Linked DNA regions of Sus scrofa: region 2 is linked to region 1. Evidence: chromatin contacts called from public HiChIP or PLAC-seq data. All regions are on one chromosome and are shown on one strand. The core of a region is the stretch at or near the end of the contact, and the rest is flanking DNA. Distances in the headings are between cores, read along the strand shown. Region 1 holds the start of DOK3 (docking protein 3). Region 2 holds the start of PRELID1 (PRELI domain containing 1).

Region 1 (7,777 bases), core at 1,674-4,173:
CATCCTTTGGGCTCTGACCTTGAGCATTTCCATCATGACCACCTTGATCATGGGGCTATGGTCAGGGTCAAAGGCAAAGGCAGTCCCCCTACCAGTCTCCTTGTCTTGCTTATTTCCTTTTTTCTTTCTTTTTTTTTTTCTGGCCACAGCATGCAGCGACTTAATGTGGCATCTCAGTTTCCAGACCAAAGGTTGAAGTCGGGCTAAAGCAATGAAAGCACTAAATTCTAACCACTAGACTACCAAGGAACTTTGTCCTTTAAAAAAAAAAAAAGAGTTGTGGTAAAATACACAACACAAAAATTATCATTTTAACCACTTTAAAGTGTACAGGGAGTTCCCTGGTGGCTCAGCAGCTAAAGGACCTGGCATGGTCACTGCTGTGGCATGGGTTCAATCCCTGGCTGGGCAACTTCCACATGCCGCAGGCATGGGCCCTAAAAAGAAAGAGTATAATTTAGAACCTTTTCACTACAAATGGAAACCCCGTACTTATTAGCTGTCATTCTCCATTCTCCCCTCTCCCCAACACCCCGCAACCACTAACCTGCATTCCATTGCTATGGATTTGTCTGTTCTGGCTATTTCATGTAAATAGAATCATACAATGTGAAGACTTTAGCGTCTGGATTCTCTGATTTAGCATGTTTTCGATGTCCATCCATGTCATGGCATGTGTCACTGCTTCATTCCTTTTCATGGGCAAGTGATGTTCTGTTGCATGGATAAACCGCATTTGGTTTATCCATTCATCAGTTGATGGACATTTGGGTTGTTTGCATCTTTGGGCTAGTGTGAATAATGCTGCTCTGAAGATTCCTGTACAAGTTTTGTTTGAACACCTGTTTCAGTTCTCCTGGATAAATGCCCAGGAGTGGAATTGCTGGGTCATATGGTAACTCTGTTTAATTTTTGAGGAACCGCCATTCATTTCCTTTTGGTCCATCACAGACCCTGTTAAGCTCAGTCTCTGGGTCCAACTCCCCAAAGGTTTCTCTACTCCCTTGGAATAAAACCAGAAACTCTACATCTGGCCCAAGGCAGTTTCAGCTGGGCTCCCACCAAACTCTCCACTGTTGCCTCTTCCTGGCATCAGCCCCCTTTATCCTCCAGCCACACTTGCCCTTCTGCCTCTTGAACACCAGGCTTTTCCCTGTCAAAGAGCCCTTGCCCATGCCGCTCCGTCTGTTTAGGAGACCCCTCAGACCTGGGTCTAGGACACTCTGTCTTCAGATCTTTGCCTGGGGGGTTATTTGTCCTTGAGGTGCCCTCTCCTCCCTTGAGAAGCCTTCCTGGACCATCCTGTCTAACGTCCCCCGTCACTTCTGGTTCCATCCAGCCTCTCATTTTCTCCAAAGCACGTGTGGTCATCTAAGACTTGTAATGTGGGCTTGCGCTGTTTCCCAGGCTTGTAGGGGCTTGGCAGGTGCTTGCTGAGTGACAGGATATGAGTGAGCACGGAGATGAACCAGGTCGGGTGAGGTGGTCTCCCTGGCCAGCCCCCAGAGTCCCTGCCCGCCTGCCTTGTGCTCACCGGGAAGGCCAGCTGGCAGATGGGGTCCATCCACTCCTGGCGGTGCTGTGCAGCCAGCAGGTGGCTTCGCTCCGTGGTGGTGAGCAGGAAGGCGCTGGTGTCCCGGGGACAGCTCTCACCATCAGCCGGCAGCACGGACACACAGTCGGCCAGGCGGATGACCCGCCTCTCCCCCCGCCGGCTGGGCCCCCCAGACCTGTCACCTGTTGGCCCCAGGCCACCATCCCGAAACTCCCAGCTCTCCAGCCGTGCCACGCCTGATGGGCCTCCCGCATACAGCAGACCCCACATCTTCCGCCAAGACTTCTGCGGGAGACAAAGATGGGGAAGGGGCTCCCTGCAGCTCAGCCCAGCACAAGCCGCTCAGCCAACTGGCCACCCACACTGGCCTCTGCCTCCCCCACCTCCTCAGGCAGCAGGTGTCTTTCTGGAGCCAGCCTGGCAAGGGGAAGAGTCTGTGTTTGGGGTCATTCAATCCTGGGTTCAAATCCACCCCATGCTTTCCTGTGATCCCCATAGGCACTAGAGTCCTCGTCTCTCCAAAGGCCATGAGAACACAGGGTTAGGACTTGTACTGGGTAATGTCTATAAAGTTATCTAGTGGCTGGAGCATGGCACCTGACAGTTATGTTGATGCCCAGCCCCCACAAAGAAAAGGTCAGTTGGACCACAGGACAAGGCTGGGGCAGGCAGGAGGCCTCAGTCTCATGATGGCAAGGAAGGAAACATGCAAATAATACCGAGCAAAGGAAACAGACGGTTTATCTGCCTGGGCAGCAGCTGCAGCTGAGCTGAGGGTGTGCAGTGCCTGCTACCCCAGGACAGGGCTGGGAGGAGCTGAGCCCTCTTCTGAAGGATGGGGTTCTATCCTGGAGGTGGGGAGCTCCTCCAGCTCAGCCCGCAGACCTCCTGAGGGGGCCTCGGTGTCACTAGTAGTTGGGATGGAAGGCTGTTGGATTAGCCAGCCCCTGGGTTCTGCCCTGCCCCAAAGGTTGTATTCTTAGACCCTCCCCACTCTCGCTCCCGTCTGTAATGAGGCAGGGTCTCAAAAGCACTCCCTCAGCCCCACGCTGGGCTGAGGACAGGAACGGGCTCTGTCCCACTCCCCCACACCCGGTTTGGCTCCCGGAGCCTGACTCCCTCCCCCACCCTCCCAGGTCCCTGTGGGCAGGGGCGGAAGCCCACCACCTGTCCTAGGCAGCTGCCTGGCAGCCAGGGTCCCCACCTTGCCAAATTTGACTTGCTGCTGGTAGAGGATGCCATCCTTGATGGGGGTCTCTAGAGGCTCCATGGCCGTGGCCGGGACTCAGGGCCGCCACTCTGAGGGCCTGAGGAGACTGGTGACAGGCCGGAGGGGAACTCCTTATACTTCCCCTTCTGGCCACTTCCCCCTCCCTCTGTCCAGAGAGGCAGCTGCAGGGCTGGGGGGAGGGGAGCCCTGCCTGCAGTAAAGGAGCTAGGATGGGGGGAGAGGGCATCACATACTCCTTCCTTGGGGTTCAAGCTGACCCAAGGTGCCCACTAGTGCCTGGCAGGGGCCTCAGACCCCCCCCCCCGAGGGCAGATGACCCGTGCCAGCCCAGGTCAGCTGGGTGTGAACATCTGACCACAAGCTGGCTCTCGAGTCATGAGCTCTGACCCCTCCCCCATGCAGGAGCTCTTCCGTACACAGGGGCCTGGCATTCCCACCACCCTGTGCCCTCCAGGACCTTTCTCTAGCCAGACAGGCAAACTCTGTGCTTTCCCACTTGGAGTCCTGGTTAGTTTGCTTGTCTTTATCCCGGAAAGGGTTCTAATACTCTCTTGCTCCTCCCCATTTTCACAGCCCCTGCCCATTGCCAGCCTTGGCATTTCTCCTTTGAACCATGGCCCCACCTGGGCCCACCCGGACCTCTCCACCAACCCCAAACCTACTCGTGTTTCCCCTCCCTAAACATTTTCTGGCTCCTAGTGCCCTTGGGTCTAGCTTGGATTCCTTGGCCCAGCACTCAAGGTGCTGTGTGTTCTGGTCTCCACCTCCCCTAGCCTGGCCCCTCCAGGGCACCTCTCACCCCTGGGCTGCTTGGCACACTGGGGTCTCTTCCTCCAGGAGCCCTCCCCTGACTGCCACGCTGTCTGAGAGCACAAAGGCCTCAGTCCCCATGACTGGGCCCCAGCCACGTGAGCGTGTGTGGCACACCCCTAGCAGGCCCCCTAGAGAGCTCACACGCTTTTTAAGTTTTGCTTCTTGCTGGGGGAGCCTGGGGCCGGGGCTTGTGGGAGGACCTGGATTCTGGGGACAGCCTCATGGCATTCATTCAGTGCCACCTTTGCCAAGGAACATCTAATAGGTTGAAGAATACTGGTTTTCTTTTGCAGGGGGGTGGGGGGGTAGCACATGTGGGGTTTGTAGTTTCTCAGGCAGGAAATCTTTTCCTAGGGCACTGTTCACTGGCTTTGTGCCCACTGTGGCCCAGGCAGTCGCGAGCTCCAGCAGCCTCAGATACCATGTCCTTTGCATTCTCACTGCCAGTTCAAGGATGAGGAAATCAAGGCTCAGAAACATTAAGTAACTTGCCCAAGGCTTGAGCAACTGCTGTCCTGCTGGGATAACCCTGTGGCCTCATACATGAAGTACCAGGCACAGAGGAGCTGCTGCCAGCGCTTTTCTCTGCCTACCCCTTGCCAGATGTTGAAATCCTGGCTCATATGCCAGCAGTCTCATGACCACAGTCCATGTTCATTCAAGGCTGATCTGTCTGTCCCCTTACCTGTGAACTTCTCAGAGGGCATCTGCTTGGCTCATCTGGGTCCTGAGCCCCACTCATAGCTGGGCACAGAGCTGGGTCAGTGGGTGCTTGTGGCCTGAATCCTGTGGCATCTGCTTCCCCCTCAGCAAATGGAGCAGAGGGTTCCCTACTGAAAGCCTGCATGGGTAGGGGCCTGAGGCAGGAAGTCGCCTCCCAAGAGGCCCCTGGGAAAAGCCCCAAGAGCTTGAGACACTGACAAGAGGGAGGTTGGGGCAGGGCTGGAGGTTATAACAGCCAACCAGAGAGATCAGAAAAACCCAACCATTTCCTCTTGGTCCACCAATGTAGTCCTTTCCTGAGTCATGAGTCCAGGTAGCCTGGAGGAGATCCCCTCGGTCCCCAGAGAGGGGCCCAGTTAGGCAGTTCCTTCCACACTGAGTACCAGCAGGCTGGCTATTGGTGGTGCTGGTGGGAGACGCCAAGGCCCTACCTCAGAGAGGCTCTGGAGGTCAGTGGGTGAGGCCTCCCCAGGAAGCAGGGAGAAAAGGAGGTGAAACAGAGGCTGAGACCAGAAAGGCTTGTGCTTTAATCGTAGCTAGGGTAAAGGGGAGCAAAAATAGTAATTCCAGGGAGCACAGGGAGCAGGTAGCCAGGTCCAGCCTGGCCCAACCCAGGCCAGCTGGGCCAAAGATGCCAATGTCTTGTTCATGGGGCTGGCGTGTTGGGGAGGCGGATGGAGCCCCAGGGATGGAGGCCCCTTGGAGAGAAGGGCGGATGACACCTGGCTCAGAAGTCCATGGAGCTGTGGGCCAGGTAGTCCTTGCGGCCAATGTTGCTAACCTGCTTCGTCTGCATAGCCTCGAGTTTGGGGCAGTCAGTGATCCGATGGCCCAGGCCCCCACAGAAAGCACAGCCACGCTCTCCTGGGGGCATGGGGCATGGGCCAAGGGTCAGCATGGTGATGGGGCCAGGTACCATGCCCTAAACCTCAGCCCTCCCACCAGACCCACAGTGCACTGAGGGGCAGCATGGACTTGTCCCGTGGTGTTCCCCTCACACCCCCACCAGACTCCCACCCCACATCACCTCCAATGTCCAGCATGGACTCGTCTCCACAGTGTAGCACTTGCAGCACAGGTGGAACTTTCTGCTTGGCCTCCAGCAGCAGGGCTTTGAGGTCCATCAGCACTGACTCATCTGTTGGGGTAGCAGGGAGCCATCAGGTCCAGCCCTGGGCCCTGCAGCCAGGACCTGGGTGGTCACAGGTGGAGGACTGGGAAGGCAGCTGAGGTGGCCCTGGTAACAGACTCACCACAGGCCTTGTTGATGAAGGTGGTGGCGATGCCTGTGTTTCCTGAGCGCCCAGTGCGGCCGATACGGTGCACTGCAGAGAGAGGGAACAGATCCTCTGGCCCGCTGCCCAGGGGCTCGGGCCTAGCCCACTCCCCTGACCCCCCAAGCTCCCCACCATAATTCTCGATCTCCTCAGGCATGTCATAATTGATGACATGCTGGATGGCAGGGAAGTCCAGGCCCTTGGAGGCTACGTCTGTGGCTACCAGGACATCCTTCTTGCCCTCCCGGAACGCCTCGATGGCCTTGGTCCTTTCCTCCTGGTCTGGGAAGGGTCAGGCAGGAGTTGTTAGGGCGACAGCAGGAGTCTGGGGAGTAGCAGCAGGCCAGCCAGGCAGGGGAAGGGATAAGATGAGGGGCTGCTATGGCAGCAGGGTCCATGCCTATGCATGTGCCATCCTGACCTTTGCCCCCATGGATGGCCACAGCCTCGACTCCCTTGAGCAGCAGGTACTCGTGGATGGCGTCTACATCTGCCTTCTTCTCCGCAAAGATGAGCACCTGTCCGGGAAAACCAATTCTAGACACAGGGGCTGACTCCCTTGGGCCCCCACGACCTGCCCGGGGGATGCTGCCCTTGGGCCGGCCTGGCTGGCGGCACTCACGGGCGGCGGTGTCTTCTGCAGGCACTCGAGCAGGTACACCATCTTGGCTTCCTCCTTCACGTATTCCACTTCCTGCCACCACCAGGAACAGGTCAGGTGGTCCTGAGAACCGGCTCACCAGCCATGGCCCTGCCACAGAGGACGGGCCCCCAGTCCCGACTACAAGGCAACCAGAAGCCCCTTGCCAAGGGCTGAGCAGCCTAAGAAGGATTCCTGCTAAGGGCCAGGGCTGTGAATGGAACCCCTAGTGCTCACAAGGTGGCCCCCTCACCCGGCTCCAATCAGCCTCAAGGGAACCTCGCCAGCTCCAGCCCTCACGGGTGCTGGCCATCAGGAGTGCGTGCCCACCTGGATGACATCCAGGCTGGCAGCCCCGGCGCGCCCCACGTTGATCGTGACAGGCTTTACCAAGGCGCTCTTGGCGAAATTCTGAATCTTCTTAGGCATGGTGGCACTGAAGAGCAGGGTCTGTCGCTGGCCCTGAGGAAGAGTAGGGCTGGGGCTGAGGGCAAGTAGGGGCTGGGGAGCTGGGACAGTGGGTGGGCAGTGCAGGGCCCTCTAGAGTTGAAGGTGGTAGGCAGGGGGAGGGTGGCAGGAGCAGCCTGGCCAGGTGGGGAGGAGCACCTTGAAGTAGGAGAAGATGGTACGGATGTCGCCCTCAAAACCCATGTCGATCATGCGGTCAGCCTCATCCAGGGCCAGGTAACGGCAGATGTCCAGGCTGACCATCTTCTTCTGCAGCAGATCCATGAGGCGCCCAGGTGTGGCCACCATCATGTGCACGCCACTGGGGACCAAACAGAGATCCTGAAGTCAGGGCCACCTGCTCAGCCCTATCCAGAGGCTGGCACTCCACCTCATTCTGCCCTCTGGCCTCCTTCCTGTCTCTCCCCACCTGCCCTTCCTTGTCACTGCTACCACCTTTCCCTGTGGACAGCACACAGCTCTCCTGGAGGGCACTGTAGTCAGCTCTGTGCCACAGCTCTTCTAGAGCCATGTGGTCACCCCAGCCTCGCACACCCTTCCCCCTTTTCCCAGATCACTCCCAGGAGGACTGTCCTGAATCTTCAGATCGGCCTCAGCCTATGCTCCTGCAGCTCCCGAGTAGGCCTAAATGGGCTCACTTTCCTGCTATACCGAATTCATTTTTTCCATGTCTGCATCTTCTCTGACTAGCAAATGCCTATGCAACAGGGACTGGGTTTGGCCGGTCTGTAACCACAGACATCTGGTGATGTCTGTCAGGGACTGCACTGTGTGCACAGGTCCAGCCATGCCCTAGTAACTCAGCCTCCTGGACAGACCACGCTGGACAACCCTGAGGTCCCTGGACACTCTGGGGCCCACCACCTCTGTGCCTTCTGCCTGGAAGGCCCTGACTCCTTCACCTGGCAGAGGCCTCCATTCCATCTACTGTGTTCCCACAGTATTTCACCACACCCCTCTGTCCCACTCCAGCCAGCCTCCCCATTAGACTGGGGACTCCCCATTAGACTGGCTGGGCCCACAGGAGGCTTCCACAAGGATCTGTCGAGGAGCTGAAGCAAAGGGTCCTA
Region 2 (7,777 bases), core at 3,779-6,278, 210 kb before region 1:
TCCTCTCCCAGGCTTGGCAGCGTCTACTCACTGGAGCTGGACTCCTAGGTTGCCTCATGAGAACAGAGTGGCAGGAAGGAAGTCTGGTCCTGGCAGCTTCCCCTGTGGAGAAGAATCAGGAGAGCACTAAACATGGATAGATTTTTTTCCCTCGGCTCCTACAGAGTGGGTTTTCTCCTAAGGCTTTTTTGGGGGGATATTGTCATCCTCTTGGGGTTTGCCAGCCAAGAGGTCAGAGTAATCCATTATCCTGACTTCTCTGAGATCATGACAGGAAAGGAGCTGTCACAAGTCCCATTTCCTGCTGAATGGTATTTGGGCTGTTCCATGCATTAGACATTCCAGATCATTTAGAGCTGGGTAGCTGCTGCATGAGACTTTCATCGGCTGTGGCCAATTAGCTCTCAGCTGAGCTTCATGGGGCTAGTGCAGCAGGGCCAGAGGTTGCTGTAGTATAAACTGAAAAAAAGAATAGGTAATTGCTTTGTACACACACACAAAAAGTAACGATGGTGCTAATTTCCTGGTATAAATAAGCACTGCCAAGGGTTGAGGGACTGGTGACTTGAGAAACCCAGGTTCCCGTTTAAGAGGAGATTTTATGTAGACCGGTTTCCTTGAGGCTCTCTTAGAGGAGGGGAAGGTAGAGCCTTGGTGTATCCTGCACCCAACCCTGAAGTGGCACAGCACAGTCCAGAGGTGGAAGAGAGATACTGTTTCCAGATGAGGATGGACATTGAGTTTCTCAGGGCTGGTGTCACGTTGGCCATAGCCTCTGTCCACGTTGCCTGAACAAGTTGGTAGAGAGCTCCAGGTGTGGGGTCTCCCTAGGCTACCTTCTGCCCCTCTCTACCTCTTCCACTCTCATGGGAGCACCTCTGTTGCTTATGAAGATTAAGGGTAATGTTTCTTAAAGAAGTGGAAAGAATTTATTTTAAGTAGAAATCCACAGCTTGGGAAGAAATGTTTCCTATCAACATAAGCAAAAACAGCACAGGTTAAACTTTTTTGTGTACCCTCTCTAGAGCTACTTTCCCATGACTCAAAACATCAGGCTATTGAGGCTTCAGGTCTAACACCCTGGAAATCCGGCAAAGCTTTGCAGACAGGAGGTGAGCCCAGGGAGTAGGAACAGAAATAAGTGGTTTTGGTGCTTTCGACTTCCAGGGTAGGGGCAGAGAACAGGCGGTCTCCAGGTCTGAGGTGGGTGCTGTGCCTGTGTGTGCGTGGTAGGTGAGAGTGTTTAAGATGGGCAAGTGCAGCACACAGGAGCTCATGGAAGAGCAGCTTTTTAAGTCTTGGCAAGGAAACAAGCTGACAATAAAGATCTTTATATTTTTCAGAAAGGGGTGGAGGGGGTTAGAGCTGAGGTCCATCACTTTTGTCCCCCCCACCATCCCCATAGATTGTCAGCTGTAAGTGAAACTCTTAGTGAAAAAGAGGGGAGCCCTGTGCTAGGAGTCCCCATAAACATGTACTGTAATTCTTTGTATATAGAAAAAAATTACTGTAAAGTAAAGTTTAACTTTACTCTTATGGCCCTTGCCCTGTGTTTTGTTTTGTTGTCCGTGGGAGATGTAGCCTAACATGAGGGAGGATGGGTTTGGAAGGAGAGCAAAAGCCGTTCCTTGAGGTAGTTCCCAGTTGGGGACACAGAGCTGAGCTCTTCCTCCAAGCATCCAGTGGGAGTGGTGTGGGTTACCTTCCAGTAGCCCAAAGCTGTCAGAATGTCTGCCTCCTTTGGGGAGTGGCTGGTGTCAGTTTCAGTCCCTACACAGGAAGCCTCCATAACCCACGAAGGAAGGGTATTTTGAGGAATTGGTTTTTAAAAAGGAAGTGGAACCAAAGTACTCTCTGAGTGCGAGTCTGACTGTCTTGGCCAAGTTAGGTCCTGGTTACTGCAGAGGACCTGGCCCAGGCCTAAAATGGGAAAGCAAAGGCCAAGGGCTGAGCCTCCCATACCCGGAAGGGTCAGCCCTGTCTACAATAACATCTGATCCTTCAGAAGTATTTGTACTAAAAATATGCTTTAAAGGAACCCTGGGAGTATGTTTCCCCTTCTGACTTAGTCCTGAACTCAGTTGTCCCAAGGAAGAGTATGGGAAGACAAGCGTTTAGCGTACAGTTACTCTTATTCATATCTTTACCGTCTTTGAACTGGGTAGCGGTCATCTCATTTTACAGATCAGAAACACTGGCCAAATTTAAGTCCCTTTTCTAAGTAGCTGTGTTGGATCCCAATCTGGATCCATAAGACCTTCCTAAGTCTTGCAGAGCCTATGATTTTTCTACTATTAAGCCACATTGTAGGGTGTTGCTGGGAATCTTACGATCTGAGCCACAGGGATGACTCATGGGCCTAGTCCTCATGGACCTAGTCATGACGGACGCCAGAGAGCCAGCCAGAGCCTGAGGTAGAAGGGATTGACCTTTTGATCTCTGAATACCATTTCAGTGCCTTCCTTATGCTTCTTAGGATGAAGAAGGAATTGGGAGCTTTGCACTGCCCAACCCCAGCTTCTCTTTGTCACCCCCACCCCGCCCCTGCTGCTGCCAAGAATAGGAAAGGGCCATTTTGTTTCTCCGTTATCACAGCTGCAACCCTGGGGTGAAGGTACTTGGATTACAAAAGAAAATAAGAGCGGGATGAGCCTTAATATAGGAAGTGAGGCCAGCCAGGTGGCCCCAGAAAGTGCTAGGTGTCTTGACACCCAATCCACACAGCAGGGAAGGGGGCTGAGTGTGATTCACAGTGCATTGATTTTATTTACAAATCAGAAGCCACTTAATCTGTAGACACGTCCAGGGCAGAAGTCTGAGATCCAAATCAGCCCTTATCCTCCTTGTGCCCCTCAGTCAGTCCAATGCTGCCTCTCTTCCATGGGCCAGCACAGGCAGGTGCCACCTCTGCTGCCATGGGGCCCCGGGGTAGCTCAGACGTTTGATCACCCAAGCCCAGACAAGAGCTAGGTCCAGCCTCTCTGGGGGAGTTCCTTTAATTCCCCCAGGCCAGGTGAATGGTGACTCAGTGGTGACAACAGCTGTAGAAGTAGGGGTTTGCCTTCTGGCCCAGGTCCACTCCCTTGTCCTCTGTCAAAGAGAGAGGTGGCAGCTGAGCATCATTCTTTTGGGGGATCAGGTAACTCATGAAGGGGGCCAGATGCAGTAGGCCTAGAGGAAGTCTCCACAGGGCTAGGGAATGACACACCTGTCATCACCTGGAAGGCAGCCACACTGACGTAATCTTCTGCCACTTTCTGGAAGAGCTCGTCTGGCAGGAAAAAGAGTGATCATTGAGGACCAATAACCCAGCACTCTAGGCTCTTTTCTGCCTCCTTTGTTGCCCCTGCCTGTTTTGCTGTGAGTCCTGGCCAACACTCACCCACGCTTTGGCCTGTCTTGCTGGATGTTTCAAAGAGCTGAGCTTTGATATCTGTAAAGAGAAGTGACTGAAGCTTCATACCTGAGAACTGGGTGCGCACTGACAAAGGGGAAGGCCAGCAGTACAGGGAATCTTCTGGACCCCAGAGATTCAAGGTCAGTGAAAGGCTTCCCACAGGGATCTTGCTGTTGGTAGCCAAGGCAGCCCCTATTTTCTTGACCCAAGCAAGCAGCCACTTCCTTCCCCCACACCCAAGGAACCAAGGAACAGCTACTGTCTGCATAGTCCTGGACGTCGTGGAAGTCCACACGTCGACGCCTTCTGTCCTCCTCCAGCAGATCACTCTTGGTGCCACATAAGTAGATCTGACAACCCTGGAGCAGAAAACAAGGTCAGGGTCCTTCCCCTGGACCACCAGGCCCCTAGCCCCTGCCTGGTCTGGTGAGGTGTAGGCACCTACCTCCTCTAGGTTGCGCAGTTCTTTCACCCAAAACTTTGCCCGTTCAAAGCTGCTGCTGTCTGTCAGGTCTTGGTATGGGACACAGGAAAACACAACCAAGGGTCAGGGGCTGCTCTGTAAGGCCAGTTTGGCACCCACCCCTTATTCCAGAAACAGGCCAAATCCCTCCTTACCATAGCAGACGATGGCAGCCTTGGCGCCCCGGTAGTAGATTCGGCTCATGGCCTCATAGCGCTCAGAGCCTGCTGTGTCCTGAAGGGCAGGGGGAGGCTCAGCGCTGGCCTGAGTTACTGATCAAGACTGCAAACTAATACCACATCCTCCAGACCCCCGTTTTTAAGCTGGGGTCTAGAGAAGAGAAATGGCCTCTAAGAGGCTACAAATCAGTCTACTGACAGAACCTACGCCTCCTTAGGAATAGGTTTTCCCAGAACAACTTGCCCAGAGAACTTACCCAAATACCCAAAGTCACCGTCCGGTCCCCCACGGACATCACCTTGGCCACGAAGGCGGCCCCAATGGTCTGCAACCAGAAAGAAACGATCAGGGACGTGGGTGCGGGCTAGCCCCCTCCCACCCGCCAGGGGCCCAGCCGGGCGCACTCACGTTCTGATAGGGCCCCACCAGGAAGCGGTCGTGCACATATCGCTCCACCAGGCTGGTCTTGCCCACGTACTCCTTTCCCAGCATCACCACCTTGACGTCCACGCGCTGCCCGCTCATGCTCCCAGGGTCGCCTCACCCGCGTCTCGGTCCTGAGCGGGGGGCAGGGGGCAAACCCGGATCTCCGCTCCGGCGAGCAGCGCCCAAGACTCAGTTCCCGACCCCAGGCGCCAACCTCCGGCTCCAGACGCCGCTACGAGCTTGAACGACGGCAGAGCCTCCCTACGCCCCCGCTCTTCAGCCCCGGGCGCTGATCCTCCTTCGAGGAGCCCAGGACCCGGGGCGGCCTAGGAGCGCGCGGGGTAGCGCCCTCAACGGCGCCACGCCGCCGCCCAGCTCGCTCGATTGCGCTACGACTCACTTGCCCGCCTGGCTTAAAGGCCGCTGGGGCACGGATTCCCTACGGAGGCTGGAAGACCCTTCAACCTGCCTCCAGCCCGCAGCGCCGCGATTCCGGCGCCGGGTGGGAGGGGGTGTAGGGGCGGAACCTCTGGGTCACATGGGCAGGCGCCGGAAGAGGTGGATTCTGCGAGACTGCGCCGGAAGTGGCGCGCAGCCTGATAATTCCTCATGGCGGCGGCTGTGGCTGGTTGGGCGCGGCACAGTGGTGACTGACCTCCTAGCCTGGTAGCCGGGCAAAGAGCTCCAGCCTAGCCTCCGCTTGCCCCCCGCCCCGGGCGCCGCACGGCTGATGCTGCGCGGGTGCTGAGCCCGCCCCGGCCGGGACGATGGTGAAGTATTTCCTGGGCCAGAGCGTGCTCCGGAGTTCCTGGGACCAAGTGTTTGCTGCCTTCTGGCAGCGGTACCCGAATCCCTATAGGTACGTGGCCCTATAAAGAGGTACCTTCCCACCTTGCTTTTTGGAGATTGGATTGTAGGGGGCCAGGAAAGACTCGACTTCGAGTCTGAGGTGGGGGCATCGCCGGAACCGGGGCCATGTTTAGGGCAAAACGACCCTATCGGTGAAGCGGCTAGGCTAGGCCTGCAAGGTACTAGAAGAAGGCTGGGTCTGGGTAGTGGTTTACTTGAGGTTCAAGTCTAAGGTTCTCTCATCGCAGGATGGTGAAACAGGAAAAGGCGGCGGCACAGGAGTTGGGGAGGGATCTTGGGGTTGGAAGTCCGGGCGCTTGCCTTCTACTCTGCCTGTGACTCTCTCCAGTGGTGCAATAAATCATGAAGTCCAGCCCTGTTGGGAGGCCCCGAAATCCAGGTCAGCGAAGGGGCGGGAGTTGGAATTTGCCCTGGGATAGGCTCATAGTTAGGTCTGAGCCACAATACAGGTCACACAGCAGGTCTGGGGAAAGGCATGGCGTTTCTGGGCTTGGAGGCTCCAGATGGGAACCCCAACAAGCAGTGTCTTAGGGCCAGCCTTCTGAGGGTCACCTTCACCCTGACACCTGCAGCAAACATGTCTTGACGGAAGACATAGTGCACCGGGAAGTGACCCCTGACCAGAAGCTCCTGTCCCGGCGACTCCTGACCAAGACAAACAGGATGCCCCGCTGGGCTGAGCGACTGTTTCCTGCCAATGTTGCTCACTCAGTGTACATCCTGGAGGATTCTATCGTGGACCCACAGAACCAGACCATGACCACCTTCACCTGGAACATCAACCACGCCCGGCTGATGGTGAGACCCCTCTCTCGGTCCCCTCAAAAGTAGAGAGCTGCAGGTACATGTGACTAGGGAGCCACGAAGGAGTTTCTGCAATCCAAGTAGATATGGATTGCTGAGGAGTGATGGCTCTAGAATGCAAACTCAAATTGTCTTTTGAGCTGGTCAGCTCCTCTGGACCTGCCTTTTGACTCATTCATACAGTGGAGGAGGGGCACCTGTTTTACAGAGTTGTTGCAAGTACTAAATGCAGAGCATTCATACTGTTTCTGACAAGTGTATAGGTTGGGTCATAGGAGTGATGCTGAGCGAGAGAGGCAGGGTTTTCAAACAGGAATCCATCAAACCATAATGGTGCCTTGGCTTGGCTCTGCCTCAGAGGGGAGAGGACCTGGGGCTCTTGCCCCACGTTGACTAGGGGAGTCTTTTATCTATCTTATGTAAGGGATTTCAGAAGAAGAGGGCTCCACATACTTTTGATCTCTTGCTTTGTTTAAAAAAAAAAAAAAAAAAAAAGGAAGTTCCATTGTGGCACAGTGGAAATGAATCCGACTAGTACCCATGAGGATGTGGGTTCGATCCCTGGCTTCACTCAGTGGGTTAAGGATCCGGCATTGCCGTGAGCTGTGGTGTCGGTTGCAGACGAGGCTCAGATCCCTTGTTGCTATGGCTGTGGTATAGGCCGGCAGCTATAGCTCTGATTAAACCCCTAGCCGGGGAACTTCCATATGCTGCAAGTGTGGCCCCTAAAATGATAGAAAAGAAAAAGGCTTGAAAAGCCGAGTTCTTGTTTTGTTTTTTTGTCTTTTCAGGGCGGCACCCACAGCATATGGAGGTTCCCAGGCCAGGGGTCCATGGGAGCTACAGCTGCCGGCCTACACCACAGCCATGCAGGATCCAAGCCATGTCTTTGACCTATACTATAGCTCACACCACACCAGATCCTTAACCCACTCACTCAACAAGGCCAGGGAGCAAACCTGCAACCTTATGGTTCCCAGTTGGATTCGTTTCTGCTGCGCCACAAGGGATCTGAGCCTCGTCTGCAAAACCTGAGGTTTAGTTTAAGGAGCTTTACAGTAATTTCTTACATGTGAATACCCTGGAAGCTTTCAGAGGACTCTCTCTTTCTCAGCTAATTTTCACAGTGACACACGGAGGTGGGTATTACTGTCTGTTGCACAAAGAGAAAGTGAGGTTCAGAGAGGGGAAGTATCCTATAAAGTCACCGAGTGAGGAGGCACCTTAATTCTCTGCCCCAGAGTTATCTGTGGGCCTCACAGCTGACTGCCCGGAGGGCACTATCTCTGTGCTTTGTAAATTACCAAGACCCAGCCCTGAGAAATCTCTGTCATTCCAGCTGTGAGCGATGTTTTTTAAGTGTTTCTCTTGGAAGTGTAGGTTCACTTCCTCCTCTGATGATGAGAGCTGTGGTGATGGCCAGATTTTCACTTTTATTTGAAGTGCCAAGAGCTCAAGAGCCAAAGTGAGTGGAAGGCAGGCTAAAAACACTGCACATATCTAGATGTAAAAGGACAAAGATAAAAAGACCAGAAAAAAAGAGTTTCACCGTGAGCTGAGGTGTAGGTCGCAGACCTTGCTTGGATCCCGTGTGGCTGGCATAGGCCATCAGCTGTAGTTCCTATTGAACCCCTAGC

What was found. HiChIP or PLAC-seq counts read pairs in DNA pulled down with a chosen protein or histone mark.
Region 2: a contact with region 1 is called in an H3K27ac HiChIP or PLAC-seq map of alveolar macrophages. The contact joins the promoter of PRELID1 here to the promoter of DOK3 in region 1. A contact is called at or near these places in 2 of 5 promoter capture datasets (fetal liver and fetal skeletal muscle), 4 of 47 Hi-C or Micro-C datasets (blood, embryonic fibroblasts, liver and 1 more) and 1 of 2 datasets of contacts at active chromatin or transcription factors (alveolar macrophages).

The regions. Positions count from the first base shown.
Region 1 is chr2:80,435,920-80,443,696 of Sscrofa11.1, reverse strand. DOK3 (docking protein 3) reads right to left here and starts at 2,923. Exons shown (of 5, transcript XM_021084392.1): 1 at 2,760-2,923; 2 at 1,535-1,840. The coding sequence starts at 2,825. It overlaps DDX41 (probable ATP-dependent RNA helicase DDX41), which reads right to left. Exons shown (of 20, transcript XM_021084371.1): 10 at 6,846-7,008; 11 at 6,570-6,701; 12 at 6,222-6,293; 13 at 6,021-6,117; 14 at 5,732-5,881; 15 at 5,576-5,647; 16 at 5,350-5,460; 17 at 2,760-5,186; 18 at 1,535-1,840. The coding sequence ends at 5,050.
Region 2 is chr2:80,643,641-80,651,417 of Sscrofa11.1, reverse strand. It overlaps PRELID1 (PRELI domain containing 1), which reads left to right and starts at 5,028. Exons shown (of 5, transcript NM_001244208.1): 1 at 5,028-5,325; 2 at 5,909-6,134. The coding sequence starts at 5,234. RAB24 (RAB24, member RAS oncogene family) reads right to left here and starts at 4,921. Exons shown (of 8, transcript NM_001243906.1): 1 at 4,449-4,921; 2 at 4,297-4,365; 3 at 4,016-4,094; 4 at 3,843-3,910; 5 at 3,657-3,756; 6 at 3,383-3,433; 7 at 3,209-3,271; 8 at 2,742-3,090. The coding sequence starts at 4,565. The coding sequence ends at 3,026. NSD1 (histone-lysine N-methyltransferase, H3 lysine-36 and H4 lysine-20 specific) reads left to right here. Exons shown (of 23, transcript XM_003123667.6): 23 at 1-1,536.